Regions from separate parts of the Mus musculus genome. Here regions 1 and 3 are each linked to region 2. A link is a contact called in public Hi-C data. All regions are on one chromosome and are shown on one strand. The core of a region is the stretch at or near the end of the contact, and the rest is flanking DNA. Distances in the headings are between cores, read along the strand shown. Region 1 overlaps Grik4 (glutamate receptor, ionotropic, kainate 4). Region 2 overlaps Grik4 (glutamate receptor, ionotropic, kainate 4). Region 3 holds the start of Grik4 (glutamate receptor, ionotropic, kainate 4).

Region 1 (4,489 bases), core at 156-2,655, 69 kb before region 2:
GCAAGAGCGGCTGTTGGGAAGCCTCTTGGCTTGTCTACAGCATCCTGATGCCCTGTGAGTGCCCCCAGCAGCTTCCATAAACCCTGCGGGGGACGTGTGTCTGCTTATCCAGACTAATGAGAGTTAAATGTGACTGCGGTCTTGCCTGCAGCTGAGCCGAGAGGCTACGAGAGGAATGTTCAGGTTTTGCTGGCGTTCATGAGTGCATCCCACCGACTCAGACTCGCACCACGCGAGCACTCAGCTAAGATCTAGCAGCTGCTTCTCCCACCCACCACACAGCCACAGCCACAAGGAGAAAGGACGCCCCCAGAGAGTCTGGACTGTATCACAAAACAAGATCTGCCTGCTAGCATGTCTTACCTGATTTCCCCCAAGCAACTGGAGCCAAGTAGGGTCATGGCTTTAATTAGGCAGGTGACTGTCTCAATTTAAGCTCTTGTTAATGGTTATTAATGAAACCACAATGAAACAGAAGTGTCTTCCATGTGCAAATGGGACCAAAGGCTAACTAAACTGTCACACCCTAAGGGTCCTAAGGGTGACAGGTGAAATCTTCAATTTGATGCTGAAATCCCTGTTAAACCTCTCATGGTCACCTGGTACCCAAAATGCCCATTCCATCTGCCAGATAGACTTTTTTAAATGTGGAAACAAAGATCTCTCTTCATAGTTTCCAGAAGCCCACCCCCTTTCCCTCAAATACAATGTACAAATGACTCAGTCCACATCCTAGGGCTCTGCAAGCCATTTCATGGAGCTGAAGACAGGTTTTTGAAATTCTGATAAGATTCTTTCAGTACCGTGTGCTCCCAGCTCAACCCAGTGGTGACTAACAAGTGTACCGGTCACTTCCTCAGGCAGGGCTAGACCTTGATGTATCCAGCTGAGGAGTGGATATCATCACAGCCAGACAAAATGAACTCGAGTCCCAGGCAGGGAAGCCAGACCATTCCAGAACAAATAAACATAGGCAGCCACACACCCAAATGATATTGAAACCAACTCCATCATCCACAGTTCGCAGTTACAGAATCAGGGCCCTACGTCTCACCTCCGATGCTTCTGCACTGTAACCTTTGCCAATGCCCAGCCCCAAAGACTCGTCACAATATGCTGAGAAAAATTATAGAGAAGCCTCAGTTACTAATGGTCACTGCCATGATTTGCCTACTCCTCTGTGAGGTCCAGACAGCAGCATTCTGGCCTCTGGAAGCTTTTGGATCTTGGCCACAGGGAATGTGCTGCCAAAAGGCTGTCTCAGACTGTGACACCCTCAGATTCTGCTCAGTTCATATCCTCTGACTTTACCATTTACTTTGGTAGAATCCTGGATAAGCCACAAATCCTGAGAGCCTTGGACTCCTCCTCACAGCACATGCCCCCTTCTGCCTGTCTCCTAGAAACCCAGTAAACACATCAGAACACTCTATTCACTGCAAACCATGGCACCAACGTTACCAGTTGGAGAGTTGTGTCATCTTGGCCGATGACTTCACTGGGCACACTGACCTAGATAGCTCTCCAACTCCTGCCAGCTCCCATATCCACCCCAAAGTGTGTAGGTTCAAGTGGGTGGGTCCAGAAGCAAGATAGAGGGAGTCAGTCGTCTAGGATCTGAATGCAAGTGCATTTACAGAAACACACATTCACTTTGGAGGCAAAATACTCATTTTCTGTATTAGTCTCTTGCCTCATTACTGTGACCAAATAAGTGGCAGGAAGCAACTTGAGGAACAAAGGGTTTATTGTGGCTCCCAGCTGAGGAGGATGCAATCCACAAGAGCATAGAGCAGAGGGCCAGTACATTCACACTCAGAAAACTAGTAGCTAAGAGGTGAGGCTGGGGTATAAAGCCTCCAGACCCTTGCTCAGTGGCCCTCCCTCATTCTTCGGTGAGGCTCCACCTCTTAAAGGTTTTGTGGCCTTCCAAAACAACATCACCAGCTGTCAACCAAGAGTTCAAACACACTCTGGGAACATTTCACATTCACACTACACTTTTCCTAATTACGTCTTGTGGGCTAGCAGGCAAATGGGATGCCATGCTTGGGCATGGTCTCACCCTGGCAGGGGGAGCATTGGAACACTGAAAGGGTGGCTCAAAATTCAAACTTTGCCATATATTACCCATTCAGCAGATGGTGGGAAAGCCTGGCCCTGCAGTCAAGACTAGATCCTGAGAGGAAACGCATGAATCAGACAGACACAGACTCCCTTGAGATGCTCACCAAAGAAGAGATTGTGGTCCAAAGGCTTCCTTGTGTCCCCTGTCCAGGTGACACATGAAGGGTCATCAATATCTATTTGCCACTATGGTGAAATACTGGCTGATTGTTTACCTAACTGATTCAATTTGGAATAAAGAAGAAAAGTTGCACAATGATCAGACTTTCATAAATCAAATCATGTTGTAACATTAGGAGGGGAACTCACTACTCAAAATACCCCATGGTGAATCCTCTACAAGGCTAAGAAATCGGCAGTAGGTTTGTCTCAGTGTGCCCAATAGATTTCATACACAGCGGATGAGATCAGTAACCAGTGGCTTTATTCTTCGCACTGGTCTCCCCCCCCCCCCAATCCTCCTGTTAGCTTCATCTTGATAACATTTGAATGCTCTAGGTTAGACATTCTCTGCAAAGGATTGAGGGTCACTGGAGGAAGTCAACTAAGTAGAAACTTATAGTTGTGAAGTGCCTGGGGATGGGGGGGTGGGGGACCTAGTGAGGCTGAGCATCAGACAAGTCTGAGCTCTTACTGCTGCGCTGTGTAGGAAAGCGTTAAACAAGAAAGAGATTCAGTTGTTGCCTTAACCTGCCCGATGTCCCGTGCCACCAATGCCGAGAGACTCCCTTGAGCATCAGGACCAACCCTCTGAAGTTCCTGCTGATCCGTGCTGGTTTCCTCCTCTGTCAGCTATCATCTGGTAATTTACTGGGGGTAAAAATGCCAAGGCAAAGTAAGAGACCATACAAGCCATGATTATCCATCTTTCAATATTTTAAAACCCGAAATAAGAGATGCTGCTGTCCCCAGGGGAAGGATTTTCAGATGAAAAGCTATTTTAGTCAAAAGTGACAGGAGAGGAAGAAAAAGAGGAGGAGGAAGAGGAGGGGAGGATGGGGAGGAGGGAGAGGAGGAGGAGAATCAAAATAAAGAGAAGAGGTGGAAGAGGATGAGTAGGAGGAGGAGCAAAGAGAAGAGGCAGCTGGGAGGAGGAGGAGGAGGAGGCAGCAGGGAGGAGGGGGATCATCCCCAGCAGGAGGATAGGATGAAACACGTTCCCACAGAGTAAGAGCATAGATAGAGAGAGCATGGATAAGCCTCCCTCACCCTTGGTCAGTAGTGGGTAGCCCAATGTGTATACAGTGCAGTGCAGAAGGACCGGCCAAGGCAAGCAAGCAGTCATCCATCAGTTAACAAGAACTGAGTAAGTACCCAACACAGCAGGGAAAAGGACATTGACTAACAGAAGATATCAGGGGAAACGAAGAGAAAATGTCACATGGTACTGAAGCTGACTCTGCTGCCTAATAGCTAAAAGGCCCCCAAAAGATGAGTCAAAGCTACTAGGCTCTCAGGCTAACCACATATAACAATGTGACCTTGGCTACATCCCTTCATCTGCAAAACTGAGCAGGCTGGATAATGGGTCTTCATCATCTGTTATAACAAGACCCAGCAGCCACGATCTCTTTAAGTCGGGGAGATCTGCAGGGATGGGGGAAGTTTGGCAGGCATTTATTTACTTGTGGCTCCCCAGTCATCGCTCAGAGGACCCAGAGGGAAAGAAGTAAAATCAAAAACATTTTCAGGAGATAGATGACTGAAGGGGTCTGACACACATGTGAGAGTTTGGGAAATTTATGCGGATAGCCTTACAGCCATAAATAAAATCCCTTTCTCTGACCCAAAATTTCATTCGGGGGGTAAACAGCAGACACCGTAATAGACAATTTGGCTGCATCTCCCGCCCCGTGCCCCGCTTGAATGAAAAACAGCCATCACAAGGCAGGGCAATGGGCTTGTCTGCCTCTTCCAAACATCCATATTGTCACCGGCGACAAGTCGGGCTGAGGATGGAGCAGACTGGACAATTTATCTCCAAGATTCCCTGTCTCTATGTACAGTCCTGCTTTGACAGCCATCTATTCTGAAGATGTAGAGGAGGGCTCTGGGGAAAGACCCAGAGAAGTTCATATGCGGTTGTAGTGACCCTTGAGAAGGTGAATGAAACAGTGGTCCCTCCCATTCCTGTGAATCTGTCAAAGACCTGGGAACCTCAGTCAAAGACCTGGGAAACCTTGGTCAAAGACCTGAGAACCTCAGCACTGCCCCAGCCCATCCTTGTGCCAGGCTGCCTGGCATGAAGCAGAGCTACTCAGAGTTTCCTGACCTACTTCTCTTCCCAGTCCTGTCCTACCTTACTGTTCCAGTGGGGTCACTGTAATTAGCACCTCAGCACCTGAGACCACCAGGGACCTTT
Region 2 (4,200 bases), core at 276-2,775:
TTCTGAGCAATGAGGTAGGCAGCCGATGGCCTCTCCCTGCTGTGTACCTCTGGGGGGGCGGGGCCGGGGGCGGGGCTAAGGGCGGAGAGTGCTGAATGAGATGGAGAAGTTCAACCATTATGGAACTTCCAGTCCAGAGCGGTTAGAAAAAGAAGAAAAAAGAAAACACAAAAAGTAATTGTATAATGTACTGAGGCCATGACTGAAAACATCAGAGATAAAGATATGAAGGGTGGGAAAATCTTTCGGTGAGAATAGCCTGAGACTTCAAGGATGGGTGGGCACAGGCAGAGTGGAAAGTAAGGCAGAAAAATCTGAGCAGGCAAATACCTAACCCACCCCAGCCAGGAAAATCCTAGAGTGCCACAGGTTGGGAAGCTGGAGACCGACACACTGTGAACAAGAGGCAGGATGTCAGTGTGGATGTGTTTGTCTACAAGCGCCAGGCAGCCTTCCTAAGAGTGCCGGGAACTATAGAGACATCGTTACTACACGTGCGAGGAGCCGGCATACCCTGTGATTGAGTTTGGAACTGGGACAAGTCTTTAGGGACCTGCTCCCATTGTCTGTCATCGGAATGTAAATGGTGTCTCCCTCGTGGTCCGGTGTCCTCAACTCGCTATTCTGATCTATTTCCTGCCGCTGTAACGGTACCAAGCCTAGGCAAGTTATGAACAATAGGTGCTTGTTGGGCTCACTGTTCTGAGGGCCACATATGATGAGTGACGTCTTGCTGCAGACGTCACACGGCAGAAGAAGACACGCTGGGAAGGTACAGAAGTAGGACAGGAAAAGAAAGGTCACTTGGCACTAAGGACTCCATGATAATCGATAGCCTTAATCTATTCATGAGGACAATGTCTCTGTGGCAAATATGTCACCCCTTAACTCCATCATTTCAATATGAGTTCTGGGAGCAGGCAGCCAACACTCAAATCATAGTTCTCCTGAGGGTGGAGATGGACTTGGATTTCCTCTGATCCTGCTCTGGTACTTCAGATGCCATCCCTCATCCTCAAACTATCCAAGGGTCGACACCATCGGTCAACTCATTAGCAACATGAAAGACATGGAGTCTGGATGACTGGAAGACTGGAGACTGAGGAGACTGCAGGAGCTGGGAGCCAGGAAATAGGGATGTGGACCCAGCACACATTCCTAATAATACAAGGGATTCCTTTGGGCTTCTTTCTCTCTCATGTTCGAACCTTGTCCCAGAGTGTCACTTATGCCTGCCTCTGCTTCCTGTCTCTAAGTCCTGGATATGAAGGGATTAACCTGCAGGCCTCAGCCTAGACCTAATGGGTTCTCATGGCTGCAGGCTCTGTCTTCTGAAAGAATTAGGTACCCGGCTCCAAAGAGCTCTGCCTGGTGGTCTGGGTCTGTAGCCCCAGAGGAGTCCTACTGGTGCCACCTACTGCTGGCATGTCATCTTGCTCACTGCCACATTTCCAGGCTGAGCCCAGCTCAGTGTTTAAGCAAGTGAGTGATTGAGACACCATTTCCTTTGCTCACTCCCCTGACTTGGAAATCCAAGGCTTGCCAAATGATGACTCATGTGTGACTCAGCGGCCTGTGGCAGCGGGGTCTCCAGCCCTCTGGAGGCTGCTTCTGCTACAGGATCCCTATGTGACTCTTCCTTTGTACAACACTCACTAGATGCCCAGCACCACACAAAGGCCGTACATGTGTGGCCGATTCTCTCAGCAGCCACTGAGATGGGTACGGTAGCCTCTGTGTGGCAAGTAGATTAGGATGTTGAGAGGTTGAGAGGTTAAAGCACTTATTTGGCTTAGCCAATATGTGGCTACCTCCCTTCTTCAGTTTGTTGCTGTCTTAATTAGAGTTTTATTGATGTGAAAAGACACCATGACCAAGGCAACTCTTATAAGGACAATATTTAACTGGGGCTGGCTTACAGGTTCAGAGGTTCAGTCCTTTATCATCAAAACTGGAGCATGGCAGTATGCAGGCAAGCATGGTCCAGGAGGAGCTGATAATTCTACATCTTCATCTGAAGGTTGTTAGAAGACTGGTTTCCAAGCATCTAGGTTGAGGTTCTTAAAGTCCACACCCACAGTGACACACCTACTCCAACAAGGCCACACCTACTCTAACAAGGCCACACCTACTACAAGGCCACACCTACGAAAGCAAGGCCACACCTACTCCAACAAGGCCATACCTCCAAATAGTGCCACTCCCTGGGCCAAGCATATTCAAACCACCACAGTTGTCAGGTGGCAGGTAGGGTATTCAGGGATTAAATTACAGGTGATCTTGCTTCTTCTTGGAGTAAAGGGAGATATTGAGGCAAGTCACCATAGTAGGCGATATGGTTACAGATGGATGAAAAGTATGGTGATGCCCAAATTGATAGTCTCTGTTCCGCTTGCTCAACTCCTCCCTGGAGGTCTTGTGGTGACCTCTGACCCCACCTCCCAAGCCTGGCTACAGTCCAGTCTCAAATCCACGGTAGCTCTTCATGCTTTCTTGCTGTGGCAATCGTGCCAGTCATAAAGGACCTAAGTTAAATGTGTGTTAGAAGGGATCATGGTGCCTTCATTCCCTGTGTGCTCCAGCCACCTCTTCTAGAGAATCTTGCTGATCAGTATAGATGAGCCCTGCTTTCTCCTCTCCCTGTCTTTGTCTTTGTCCTACAAAGCTCTGGTGTCCGCTCGCTTAGACTGATGCTCCCAGACATATGGCTGGTGCTTCCGTCTCAGCGAACTAACAGATGCAAATGCAGGGCCACACTTCTTCCTCTTACTACAGTCCCATCAGCCCAAGGGCTCCTGTTCTCTCCAAACGAGTCAGGAGGGAGCTCCAGGAGGAGTAATTAATTTGAGCAGATGTGTATCAGTGTCTTAGGAAATTAAAAAAGAAAAAAAAATGTCAGGACAACCCACCTGTGCCTGCTCAGGTCACAGAGCACCAGGGATGCAGGTGGATCTCTTCAGAAAAAAACAACTTGGGGGTAGGGTGGGGGTGGTGCTGTCATCGCAAAGCCTTCCCTCCACAGAAGCCTGTGCCGCCTGGTTCCTCAAAGCTGGTACTCTTTTAGCTTATTTAAAGATTTTACAGGTCATTAAGTACTTGTCAGAGAGGCTTTGGGGACTGGAAAACTTTATGTGAACACGTCAAGACTGAGTATCAATTACGGATCATTCAGAAATGAAGATGTCATATCCTGGAAAGTGCAAGCAAGTGCTTGGGAGTTCACGCCTGGGCTGCCCAAACACGGGCGCACATGCTTCTAAGAGCTGATTGCCCAAACAGGGGCGCACACGCTTCTAAGAGCTGATTGCCCAAACACGGGCGCACATGCTTCTAAGAGCTGACTGCCCAAACACGGGTGCACATGCTTCTAAGAGCTGACTGCCCAAACACGGGTGCACATGCTTCTAAGAGCTGACTGCCCAAACACGGGTGCACATGCTTCTAAGAGCTGACTGCCCAAACACGGGTGCACATGCTTCTAAGAGCTGATTGCCCTCACAAGGAGCCAAGGGCCCCTATGTACGGGGATCGTGGTTTCCTCTCATGATGTGCTCTGGAAACAGGAGCAAGCTTCATTCTGTGCCAGTGTCCTGACTGATGTCTGCTCCACTCAGCAGCACTGTGCTCTGAAGTGAAGACCCGGAGTCCACTTTGATGGCGTTTTAAGAATTCACGTTGTATGGTGCTTCTCTCTGTTCTTCCTTTCCATTTCATAAGGACCCAGTTTCTTACCTTCTGGAATCTATGCTGTGGCCATATGGACTGAATTGGATTCCACGCTACTCCTCACTGTGTTTCCTGAGAAAGACCTGAATGCTTACTGGTGGAGAATTTCTGCAACTTTGTGGATTACAGAAGACTTTTAGACTGATGGTCACACAATTACCCGGGATGAAATAGAGACATTTGTGTCCCTCTCTTTGGCATCAGATTATTGAAATAATGAACTGTAGTGAGAACTCTGGTTTCTTTAAAAGACAGAGAAATGTTATAAGAATATATATTTTTTTTAAATCCCAGGTGTGTGATACAGGCCTGTCTTATCCGCAGACGCTGACTATGCTATGCCTCGTACCCTAGCAGGGGCGTGATTTTGCCAGCTGTAGATAGTTTTTTCGATGTGTGACATTTGGAATTCTGGGGACTTCTGAAAGGGTATATAAATGTTAGTGCCCCCAGAGGGGCTGCAGCTGCTGGTTA
Region 3 (4,335 bases), core at 133-2,632, 72 kb after region 2:
CTACCACCAGACGACCCACTGGAGCCAAAAAGAAGATAGTTCTCTTTGTCCCTGGCAGGGCTCAGATCCTCTTGGCCAACCCTCAGCCCTCCTGCCCTGGTCTCAAGAGATACCTACTTGTCAGGCACAGTGGCCAGGCCCAGCCAGAGTTCCCCTCCTCTTTCCAGACAGCCCAGGCCCCTGGGAGACATGCCCAGAAGAGCCACTGGAGGGAGGCAGGGAGGTGGCACCGCGTGGCATCACCAGACAACAGCACCAAGAGGAAGATGGCAGCATCAAGTACAGATGCCAAGAACCACACAGCCCAAGGTCCAAGAGGGGACCAGCTCAGCCTGCATAGCCTGGCTACAGCCAGGCAACCTGGCCCGCGTGCCTTGTCTATCCCTTTGGTCGCGCCTCCCCCAACCCCAAAGCCCTGGGCCAACTCTCCCCAGGCTCCACCTCCTCCCTCACTTTCCTCAGCTCCAGGGAGCCCAGGGAGGGAGGCACAGGTGCTCTTGGCGCCTTGGACAAACCCCCTGTCCCAGCCGTCACCAGGGCGCCTTCCACCCCAAGCTGGGTCGGAACCACTCCGGCTCTGCCCGGTCCTCACTAAAGAACATCTCCTTAGCTCCCCTCCCCCTCCACTGATCCCCTTCCCCCTCCAGCGCCCAATGCAGGTCTCCAGAGTTTTTCCCTTACTTCCCACTCGGGTGAACTAGGGTGGGATGGCTAAGAGGCCCATTAGTCGCAAGAAGGAGGGTCATTTCTGATAGGACGCTGGCTTGGCCCAAAGCAAGACGGCGTGCAGGGTTGGGGGTGTGGTGGTGGCCGGAGTCCAGGGCCCGAGCAGGGGTGGTCAAGACAGATGGCAAAGAGGGAAGGGAGAAGGGGGCTCAGAAGCCGGGCTGGTCTGATGGAAGACTGTGGCGGGCAAGAGCGGCCCGTAGGAGAAGCCGAGGGTGACGAGGCGGGGTAGAATCGCCAGTGTCGGGAAGGGGCCGTCATCCCTGCAGGGGGCAGAGGCTGGGCTGGGAGTTGGACTGGGAAGAGGGAGGATCACAGAAGGAGGATCGGAGCGGAGGAGAGGAGGCGCAGGGGGAAGCAGGCAGGGATGGAGACTAGGGGAAGTACGGGGCAAGGTGGCGGGGGCTCAGCGGAGAATCCGGGGTCGCAGGCATCAGAGTGCAGGGGACTGGGCAGCTGGAGGCGGGAGCGGGGCCAGGCAGGGTGCGGGCCGCGGCCCGGAGGGAGCTAGCGGCGGAGACGTCAGAAGTCGGGGTGCGGCGCAGCCCCGGGGGGCGCGGGGAGACAGCGTAGGGCGCCGGTCGGGGGCGGCGCGGGGGCTGCTGCCCTTACCTGGGCGGCTCCGCACTCCGGGCGCCAAGCTGGGGACCCGACGTTGCTCGGCCGGCGGCCCGGCTGTTGTTTTCCCTTTTTTTTTTTTTTTTCTTTTTTTTTTTTTCTTCCGCAGCGGCGGCGGCGGCGGCTCCAGCTCGATCCGCCAGCAGCCGAAGGCAGAGTCTGTGTCCGGCTGCGAGCGAGCCGGGAGCGGGCAGCGCGGGAGGCGCGCGGAAAGGCGCTGAGGCGCCGCCCGGCGGGCAGTGAGGGAACTGCGGCGGTCCCGCACGCGGCCGGCCGGGGAGGGGGCGTCCCTTCCGGGCCGCGGCCGCCGGAGTCTCCGCTCGCCGGCGGGGTCTTTAGCTGGGGACCCGGACCTAGGTAGCCGAGCGGCGAGGCGGGGAGGCCGGAACAGACAGAGCCAAACTTGCAGCTTCCCTGATCCGGACGATCGGGAGACGGCGGGCCGGGGATGGGGGGGCTCCGGGTGGGCGCTGCAGAGGACTGACCCCCAAGTGAGGAGCTGGGGTACACTTCACCATCCAGCGCCAAGGGGCAGCCCGCCCTGGTCCGCAGGAGTTATTAGCTTGGCCTGCTTCGGTGGGCGAAGGGCGACTCCTGGTGGCGTTTTAGGGGCCAGACCTAGGGGACGAGGCGTAGAGACTGCGGCCTCCTCGGTGGTGGCGCGGAGCTGGGTGAAGCTTTGCTTTAGCAAGGCCAGATAGACCACAATGTTTCAGGAGGCCGAAGAACCACAGCTCACGTTTGGAAGTCTACTGGTTTGTGCACACAGACCTCCTGGGAGAAGTTGTCACTTTATGCTACACATAAGGAAACCTCGGCCTAGGAAAGGTGAAAGACCTAGCCTTCACCAGGAGCTGGGGGCTGGACCAAGAGAGAACCAAGCTACTTGGTTTGAGGGATCATTTGGCCACATCATAGCAGCCTTGGGGTGGGTGGGTGGGGGGCTAGAAAAGGAGAGGGCAGAGGAGCAGGAGGCCTCAGGGGGTCAAGTGACTTCCTCAAACCGATTAGTTCCTCATTTCAAACCCAGAGTCTTAGCCGTAGACAAACCCGGAAAGCATCTAAGCCAGCCTCCCAATCGTCTCCCACTCTTCCTTCACACCTAACCACCTGCTTACCCTAAAGTCTCCACGAAGGGGCTGTTCTAGGCATTCTTGGTTGGTTCTAGGGCCTGGGAGGACAATATACACGGACTACAGGATATTTGTTGACACTCCCTATATCATGCCGGGAGGGCAGCAGAGCTGAGTTACCTGCTTGGGGGGCTGGGGGGGGTGGCGATTGTGGTTGTAAGAGCCTGTTCTCTCTCCCACCTCCTCTCCCAGACTGGACTTTATGAGTGCTCTGTTGGCACAGGACCGGCCACTCTGGATAGCTCCAGTCCCTTCGGTCTTTCCTCAATCAACTGTCAGACGGATGTCAGGAACACAAGCTACCTGACTTTCTACTGACCTAATAAAACCAATCCATGAGGTTAAGTTGAATCCAACCTGCCTCAGCACAGGTCAAAGGTTTCCATATTGGATAGGATTCCATTTCTTCAGTCCAGTTTTTTTTTTTTTTAACATTTATCCTGTGTCAAGACTACACCATTTATTCAAGTGCCATTCCCAAAGGCTTTCACATCAACTTGGCAAGGTGGACCTTACCCTGCCTTCTGAATGAGTTGAAGGTGATCTGTGGGACACTCCTATCCTATCCTGAGGTGACTGCAGCGCCTTTCCCTGCCTTGGAATGCTAGAACCTGTTAGCGTGAGTGAGAGGACGGTATCGGTAGTGTATGCAGAACCTGCTCTGGGCTGACAGCAGTGAGGGGCATCCCTGTGAGCAGGATAAGTTATTTCACAGTCCCTGGTGACTTCAGAGTGACATGCATGGTTCTTAGTCTACTGGAAGAATTCAACAACAGCACGCCCATAGAGGTTTAAGAGTTAGGACAGGAAGATAATTCAATATGAAAAACGTTTCTTCGTATTCGTTGGCCTTGGAAGCTCATTCTATGAGCCAAGGGAGGTGTGAGGGGTTGGTTTTAAGACTAGTAACCTGTAACCTGCTGGTAACCTGCGGCCTTGTGAAAACTCCCGTCTCTTCACTTCCTGTGAGGGTAGATTGTCTTCTTTAAGTCTCTGCCCATGGAAGCAAAGAGACCTTGCAAACCAGTGCCGGAAAAGCCCACCTTCATCCTTACTTAGCGATGCCCTAGCCACTGCCCTTTCTCCCCATCCCCATCCACATAGCTGTGGACATGAGATATCCAATGCTTGGACTCTCTCTCTATTCCTCCGTAGCCAGTACCACTTGTCCAAATTCAACCCCATACCAGGTAACTTCTAGAAGCAGGAAGCTCAGTCCAGATCGCCTCTGGAGAGTAGGGAGAGATCAGACAACAAGAGCTGCCTCACATCTTGAATGGTAAAAGCAGAGGAGATGGAAAACGAAGCCCTCTTGCCTGAAGCATCACTCACTGCCAGCTCCCATGCTGGGCTAGACAGACAGAACTCTGTGTACCTGGCCATCCTGATTAGCTGGTGGATCCAAGTTCTTCGGTTGTTGGTGCCTGTATAAGCTTGTTCTCCAGTGTTTATTTTTAGCTCTTCTCTCTTTGTATTGGCCTCAGGTACAGCACAAAGAGAAGTGCTTGCTCTGAGTTACACCTAATGTATCTATCCCAGAAGCACCCGTGAAAGCTCAATACAAGGTGATGATGACCTGCCTGCAAAAATTGGGACCAACTGAGACCCCCAGCGACCAAATAGCTTGTCCACACATGACCTGCTATCCTCTCTTGGGGACTGTTCCAATCATTTCCAACTGGCTCCAGGTTTGAAGGGCTAGCTCCCTTAAGTCTTTCCTCAATCAACTGTCAGATGGATGTCGGAAACACAAGCTACCTGGCTTTCTACTGACCTAATGGAACCCATAAGGTAAAACTGGGTCCAACCTACCTCAGTACAGGTCAAAGGTTGCTGCTACTCCATCTTCCACCTCTCC

The links. Hi-C and Micro-C count contacts between places; a contact is called where the count stands out from the background.
Region 1: a Hi-C map of muscle stem cells shows a contact between it and region 2, with 2.2 times the contacts expected there. The contact joins two enhancer-like sites. A contact is called at or near these places in 10 of 484 Hi-C or Micro-C datasets (bone marrow-derived macrophages, cerebellar granule neurons, cerebral cortex and 6 more) and 1 of 9 other capture datasets (liver).
Region 3: a contact with region 2 is called in a Hi-C map of muscle stem cells, with 2.6 times the contacts expected there. The contact joins the promoter of Grik4 here to the enhancer-like site in region 2. A contact is called at or near these places in 2 of 39 promoter capture datasets (cranial neural crest and hippocampal neurons), 11 of 484 Hi-C or Micro-C datasets (cortical neurons, embryonic stem cells, forebrain and 4 more), 6 of 115 datasets of contacts at active chromatin or transcription factors (embryonic stem cells and neural progenitor cells) and 1 of 9 other capture datasets (pancreatic islet).

The regions. Positions count from the first base shown.
Region 1 is chr9:42,801,881-42,806,369 of GRCm38.p6, forward strand. All of the region lies in intron 3 of Grik4 (glutamate receptor, ionotropic, kainate 4), which reads right to left. Among named protein-coding and RNA genes, the nearest start is that of Gm36590, 130 kb to the left of the region's middle. Within about 2 kb of position 1,406, at least 36 of the 459 cell types and tissues checked have an H3K27ac peak or open chromatin away from gene starts, as enhancers often do. A contact at or near this core is called in muscle stem cells, where this site is marked.
Region 2 is chr9:42,870,391-42,874,590 of GRCm38.p6, forward strand. All of the region lies in intron 1 of Grik4 (glutamate receptor, ionotropic, kainate 4), which reads right to left. Among named protein-coding and RNA genes, the nearest start is that of Grik4, 72 kb to the right of the region's middle. Within about 2 kb of position 1,526, at least 35 of the 459 cell types and tissues checked have an H3K27ac peak or open chromatin away from gene starts, as enhancers often do. A contact at or near this core is called in muscle stem cells, where this site is marked.
Region 3 is chr9:42,942,989-42,947,323 of GRCm38.p6, forward strand. Grik4 (glutamate receptor, ionotropic, kainate 4) reads right to left here and starts at 1,383. Exons shown (of 21, transcript NM_175481.5): 1 at 1,339-1,383.